Linked DNA regions of Xenopus laevis: region 2 is linked to region 1. A link is a contact called in public Hi-C data. All regions are on one chromosome and are shown on one strand. The core of a region is the stretch at or near the end of the contact, and the rest is flanking DNA. Distances in the headings are between cores, read along the strand shown. Region 1 has its middle 4.1 kb from the start of fam169a.L. Region 2 holds the start of hmgcr.L (3-hydroxy-3-methylglutaryl-CoA reductase L homeolog).

Region 1 (3,622 bases), core at 775-3,274:
TAATACATGCATTGCTGTGCCGTGGAATGCAGAAAAGTGCACTGCTTGGCACATTCCTGTTTAAATGCCCGTGGGTTTGTATGTTCAGGCAGAGACTGATCAGTGTTCTGCACTTACATGTGCAAATTCACCAACATAGGTGAAATGTTGCACCATTTTTTGGCACTATGCACGAGCCTAGGCTTACACCCACCATCTGCTTCAGTTATATCAAGTGCAAATGCACAACAAAAATACTAGTGCAATTTGTCATTTTTCTCACCCTTTGCGCTGTCCTTTGAAATATTGCAAAAACAGAGCACCAGTGGCGGAACTACCGGTTGAGCAGGGGGTGCGAGTGGGCCAGGGCCCGCACCCCCTCAGGGCCCCCCCCGGCAGCCGTGCGCCACTAACAAATGCCGGCCATACGGAGGGGGGCGGGGCCCGGCTGCGCGTCACACACCAGGGCCCGTCCCTCTCTAGTTACGCTACTGCAGAGCACCAAAATCTGTGTTGCCCTGATGAATACAGCCCTACCTGTGTTTGGCAGTGCTGTATTCATGATTGTGAGGAGGGTTGGGTGAGGCACATAGGCATCCTCACCAGCAGTCCAAAACTGGCAAGTGGCAATCTGTGTCTGGCAAATGCAAGCGGGGCTGCTGTAAGATGCCATACATTATTAGTGGGCTGGTGGTAGCTGTTTGGGCCTCTGTGTACCTTCAATGTCAGGGCCTGTTTGAATCCCAATCTTGCTCTCAGGGGCCCCTTGGAGACAAAACATATATAAAAACACAAAATAGTATAATATATTGTTTACACAGTGTTAGCTATAATTGATATATGCACTGGGGATGCCCAACCTGCAGCTGCTGCAACTTTCAGCATTTGTCTGCCTATGAGTAAGGTTGCCACGAGCCCAGCATTTTACTTGTACAGCTGTCAAAGTCATCAATAGGGAAGAATCATAACAGATATGTATTTTCAATAAATGTTGGGGAGGTACTATCTAGGAGATGCTGGGAGTGGTACGTCAATAGATGGTGTGCTGCCAGTCAGACATCTAGATTAATATAATTTCTCAATCACACAAGGTACTTAGAGGTCTAGTTATATACAATAATAGTGTTACCTCCAGAGTACCTTCCTGCAGTAATCACTGACACTGCACTTTGACACACACATGCATAATGGTTCTGGCAATCCACCTCAGCTCCTGCTTAAAGGAAAACTATACCCCCAAAATGAATACTTGAACAACAGATAGTTTATATCAAGTTAAGTGGCATTTTAAAGAATCTTATCAAAATTAATATATTTAAGTAAATATCGCCCTTTTACATTGCTTGCCTTGAACCACCATTTTGTGATGGTCTGTGTGCTGCCTCAGAGATCACCTGACCAGAAATACTACAACTCTAACTGTAACAGGAAGAAGTGTGGAAGCAAAAGACACAACTCTGTCTGTTAATTGGCTCATGTGACCTAACATGTATGGGTTGTTTGGTTTGTGTGTGTGCACCGTGAATCATACAATCCCAGGAGGCGGCCCTTATTTTTTAAAATGGCAATTTTTCATTTATGATTACCCAATGGCACATACTACTAGAAAAGTATATTATTATGGAAATGGTTTATTTACATGAAGCAGGGTTTTACATATGAGCTGTTTTATGTGATATCTTTTTATAGAGACCTACATTGTTTGAAGGGTACAGTTTTCTTTTAATCTCAGATCTTGTTTAAAATAAGTACATGCAAGCATTCTTTATGGATGGGAAAAAAACTGCTAGAGAGCCCCGTACTATGGCCTGCCATGAGTAAGCAGTAAGTAAAGGGCTATTGATTTGCCTTGCTTACATATGTGCTCCAAAGGAGACAGGGTGTCCATATGCAATTCCTTGCATATTACCCCATACTATAAGTGCAGAATGTGCTGGACAAAGCAGTTTGCAATTTCTCACTTTTTTGATTCCTGTCTTGGTACAGCTGCCTCAGTCTGCAGCCAGGGCAGCCATCAGTGGGGTACAGGTGGTAGAACTATATAGGGCCCCATTATTTGTGGAGCTCCCAGTTAGGCACAGCTTAGAACGCTGCCTGTTAGTTTGAATGCTGATGTGCTGTGCCAAGTGTACTTGTCATTCTCAAGTACAAACAACAATCATGTTTGAGGGGACCAGACGTCATGTTGGACAACACCCCACTCCCCGACAATTCTTCTTTAGTTCATGTTATTTCTAGGGTTTCCTAAAAAAATCTATTGCATATGGCAAGTACTGACATGACCCAGTGGAACACATTCAGTATAGGCCTGCCCCCAGGGAATTGCAGTAACAATATTCTGAAGCTGAGCTTTGTCCATCACGGCAAGAAGAACCTGCTAAGCAGGATATACTGTATATGTGCAAAGAGAGTAAATAAAGGGAACTCCTGTAAGCACAAATGTACTGTGCTGTAAGTAGATAGCGCAGGGCCGACAGACCACCCCCTGATGACGAACCTACTGTAGGAATGTTGATCAGCACCAGCAAGATAAAATGTTGAGAAGCATTACAGTGTAGGAAACAGAGGGGGTGATCATGATTGGTCTTTATGAGAATATTTGTCCTGATCACAACACCCTTCCTCATTAACATCCCCTTACATTGCAGGTCCCATGAACCATTATTCCACATATGAAAGCACAAAATAAAGGGTTAGCGCCTAGTCTCGGCCTAAATTTCTGAAAAAAAGTCCAGCTGCTGATTGCAGGGTCTGTGTACCACCAATATCCATATCAATTCAGAAAAAAATCACCAGACAGCTTAAAGGCAGTAATTTAAACTGCAAATGTGGATTTATTGCAGAAGTGACAGCACGCTATGTGTTTAGGGCTGGGCCCTTTATCAAGTGTGAGTAGACAAGGGTATTCTGGGAAATTTATACCATTGTAACCACAAATAATCCTCCAGGGTGGTGGCACAAAGGGAGATTTAGTCCCCTGCGATAAATCTTTGCTTCTGCGGGCGATTAATATCCCCAAACTTACTTCCCGTCGGTGATTCATATTCATGGCATAAGCGTCACTTCAGTTTTCAGAAGTTGCCGCATAAGGAAACTTTGGGCGACTTTGGAAAACCGAAGCCACACGTATGCCATCCCACCAGCTATTCACATTATTGCTGGTGGGAAGGCACTTCGCCCGCAGTAGCAAAGATTTATCCCAGGCGACTAAATCTCCCTGTGTGCCACCACCCTAAAGTAACATTGTGTCCATTCTCATTATCCAAAATATCAAGTCCTTTGAGATAAGTAGTTCAATCAATCCAATGTTCCAAAACATCCAGAGTACAAGACATCCAGAGTACAAAAGCATAGTCTGTGTTCATTTATGTACGTTGGTTTGTGTAATGTTTCGCAAATCTTTCCTAACCAAAAGAACACCAGATCCACCCTCTTTCTTTCTCCTCACCACTTCTTGGTCAGACTGGTCGGAAAATGACCAGCAGGTTCATGTTAACAGTACCTGTATCCTTTAAAATCTTGGAATTAAAAATTCGATTTATAATAGTTAGAATAGCACCCTCATCAATTTTACATTCACTTATTTTCAAGGTTTACTTCTCCTTTAAAATGAGAATAGGTGTCCTCCCAGCAGAGTGCCAGA
Region 2 (3,622 bases), core at 304-2,803, 99 kb after region 1:
CCCAAGGAATCTACTAATAACGGGTGACATTAGGGAAAAAACGTATCCAATGTTCAGGGCCGGAACTAAGGGTAGGCAAAGTAGGCACGTGCCTAGGGCGCAAAGCTGGTGGGGCGCCAGGCATGTACCTGCTCTGTCGCCTACCCGGTGTCCGGTCCCGTCTCTCCCAGACTGCCGCTTGTAGCTTTCATGTAAATGCGGGAGCGCAGCTTTGAGAATGCGAGCTGGAGCGCAGTTTCGCACATGCACAGTTTCACATGCGCTGAGCCGGCGCCGTGGCCCGCCAGGTTGCCTAGGGCGCCTGGCCGGGTTGGCCCGGCTCTGCCAATGTTACTGCTATTCTGTGTCAGACGTACAGAGACACTGGGACTAGGGTTTCCACCTGGCCAGTATTTTACCGGCCTGACCGGTAAAAATGATACTTGAATGCATCCAACCAAATATCCGCTGGCAGCGCAGGTAGACATATCCACAGGGGGCGCCTCCCGTGGATATGTCTACCTGCGCTGCCAGCGGATATTTGGTTGGATGCATTGTTGCACTCGGTTGAGAGTTACCGAGATCCCGCGATAGCTGCAGTGGACGAGGGAGAAAGGAAGGAGTGGGGAGAGCTCCGCCATCGACTCCTCTTTTATTATCGGTGTTAGACGCTTAAAATGATACTTGACCCCAATATTAATTAATAGGGAAAAAATATAAATATATAGTAAGGCCGGTACTTTTTTCCAAAAAAGGTGGCAGTTATCCAGAAAGCTCTGAAATACAGCAATGCTAATTTAGAGAAAAAAAACTTTCTTATTTTTGATTGATTTGCTTTTTTTTTTGTATCTGTATTAATAAGAAAGATGAGTATCTTAGTATTTAAATGCTTCTCATGTACAGTATTGGCCAGATTATTTCATATGTTTGAAAACAGAACAGAAAGTTCAGACCGGAACAGGCCTTACAAGAATCGAACTGTTTGGGGGGAAAAAAAAACACTAATTAAAGATACAAAACCCTATGAGAAATGTTTAATTGATGCATAGTGGAAAGTTGGTTAGAATTATATTTTCTGTCACTTGTGCCACATAAAATATCAGTTTTTGGCTGGAGTTCCCCTTTAAATGGAATGTAAAAACATTGTATGGGAAAAAAAAAACTTTCCACCGTTTAATATGAAAGGGAACAGGGCAGTATCACTGAACAATGTCCGTCCCACCAGCTGCCACTTTCCCATGAAGTCCCGGCCTATGAGCTGAGCTCGGGGATCGGGCCATAGTCTCCATCATCTCTCTCACCTCTCCCTCCGCATCCCCTAGTTACCCATCCGCTGCACTCATTGGCTCCCTAGTTACCCATCCGCTGTACTCATTGGCTCTCAGTCAGTGAGGAGAGATCGTGCGTTCTCCTACAAGCCTTTACCTTGCGTTGCTACGGCAACTGGAATGACGAGACACTTGCTGTGAACGCTCATTGGCTGTTAGATCAGACCACAGGCAGCTACGGCCCCTCCCCTAATGCGTCTGTCATTTGGCTTCACAGCTGACGCCTCTTCCCACTTGCTCAGCGGCGGCGGGAAGTAGAACATCGTTGTGTGTCATCTCTGTATCCTTGTGGCATTGCCGCCACCGCCGCCGCCGGGTCAGTCAACAGCCAACACCGGCCAAAGTGAGTTTTACATAGACGTTTTTAATTCCACCTTAAACAGGTGTCTTTTTAATCAGGCATTGTGCGGGGCAGCCTTGGGTCCTTTTAATGACACCGTCTTCCTGTCCCCAAGTGATGAGGTCACTATTTGGGCATAACACTGTGTGATGGGCACCAGAAGGTTATGACTCTTCCCCAGTGAATTACTTTTATAGAGTGCGCGTTACTTTCCTGTTCTCTGCTCGGGTGTTACTTACAGGGCGGATGATCCTTTTCCCAGAACGAAATACTCGGGGTGGTCTGTTATATGAACATGTTCTTACAAGTATATAAATGTAAGCTTTTTCGCTTTTATTATTGATATAATAATGGGGTTTGGAGGGGGGAAGGACTAAAGACATTGTATTGTATTATTATTGGCTGCCCATGGGATCCTGAGAGGAATATATATATATATCATACCTCCCAACATTTTGGAAGTAAAAAGAGGGACAAAAAATTTTTTCCCGCAAGTAGCGCAGCAATTTTTTTGACCACACCCCTTTCTGTGGCCACACCCCCTAATTACCATGTTTGTTTTACAAAATTTGGCAGGTTATGAAAGTTTGAAAATATTTCTCCTTATCTAAACTGTGTTTTTGTGTCTCAAAATTGTTACAAAGTATCTTATTTGCACCTGTTAGCTGTTCTGGGCTCTCTGCTAAAAGCCAATTAAGTGAGAAACTTTGTTTCTTTTTCTGGCTGTTCAGTGCAGAGAAAAGAGGGACTTTCCCATACAAATGAGGGACTGCGGGTTGAGCTGTCAAAAGAGGGACTGTCCCGCCAAAAAAGGGACAGTTGGGAGGTGTAAAAATGAGCCCCAGTGAAAGGGAGACTTATAAGAATGATATATAAGAACAGTATAAAGGAAAGGGAGGCGGTGTTAAAATTAAAGTGAAACCTTCCAATGTTGCAGTTCCAGGCACCCATTTCAACCAATAAATGGACAAGCCCCTGAATGCCCTATAACAAGGCATAGATCTATCTAAATACAAATTATATATATATATATATATATATATATATATATATATATATATATATATATATATATATATATATATATATATATATATAATTTGTGTTTATAAATGAGCCCCACTGACTACAGACAGCTCAGTAATATCCCTTCTGTGGGTATTGATCCAGAGGGTATCTGATCTGATTCATCCAACAATTATCATTTTTTGTCCTGCAACTCCTACATAGTATACAAGAGCAGTTTTACATTGTACACATGCCATTATACCCTTGTATCTTATGCAGTCACTACTTGTGTTTTTTTTTAGGACAATGTTACAGACTTTCAGTGAAGTGGAAATAAAAATTTTTTAAAAAAAAACAGTTTAGTCTGATGAGATGTTACTTTATATAGATAATAAATGTAAAAATTATAGGTCTACACCAGTGCTAACCAACCATTCCCCTATAATGGGCTGATATAATAAAATACCAGACAGCTGGGAGTTGGAGTCTAAAAAAACTGTTATACAGAAAAGTCCTTAGCAGGGTTGGGGGCATACAGATTCTTTTGGAGGGTTGCATTTGGCCTACAGTTGGCTCCACTTCTAAATGTACCATATATATATTTGGTATATTATATCAGCCTAGGTTTCCAGTTTGAGTCTAATCAAACAGTGTTAGGAAGCTTTGTGATACATTTATAATTTTGCTGTTGCCCTTATAAATTAGCAGATGAATGAGATAGTTCAAAAGTTGACAAAATACACACCCACCCCTTGTGATTACGGATAACATTCCTTGTATACACCAGGCCCCACTCTTCTCTCTGAGACAGTATGCATCTCATCAGTTCTAGGCCAAGAGAAATAACTGATAGCACACAGACTGCATAATACCACAGGCCAGATAACAGAATCAAAATCTGAGGTACAGTTGGGTTATGATTGGGACCCTTGGGCGTTTGTTACAATGACTATTGCCGGCTGCTGAA

Evidence for each region. A called contact is a pair of places that touch in the nucleus more often than the background predicts.
Region 2: a Hi-C map of the XTC cell line shows a contact between it and region 1, with 3 times the contacts expected there. The contact joins the promoter of hmgcr.L here to the enhancer-like site in region 1. A contact is called at or near these places in 2 of 4 Hi-C or Micro-C datasets (the XTC cell line and animal cap).

What each region holds. Positions count from the first base shown.
Region 1 is chr1L:200,458,802-200,462,423 of Xenopus_laevis_v10.1, forward strand. No RefSeq gene overlaps it. Among protein-coding and RNA genes, the nearest start is that of fam169a.L, 4.1 kb to the left of the region's middle. Within about 2 kb of position 2,025, at least 1 of the 7 cell types and tissues checked has an H3K27ac peak or open chromatin away from gene starts, as enhancers often do.
Region 2 is chr1L:200,557,856-200,561,477 of Xenopus_laevis_v10.1, forward strand. It overlaps hmgcr.L (3-hydroxy-3-methylglutaryl-CoA reductase L homeolog), which reads left to right and starts at 1,554. Exons shown (of 22, transcript NM_001087811.1): 1 at 1,554-1,650.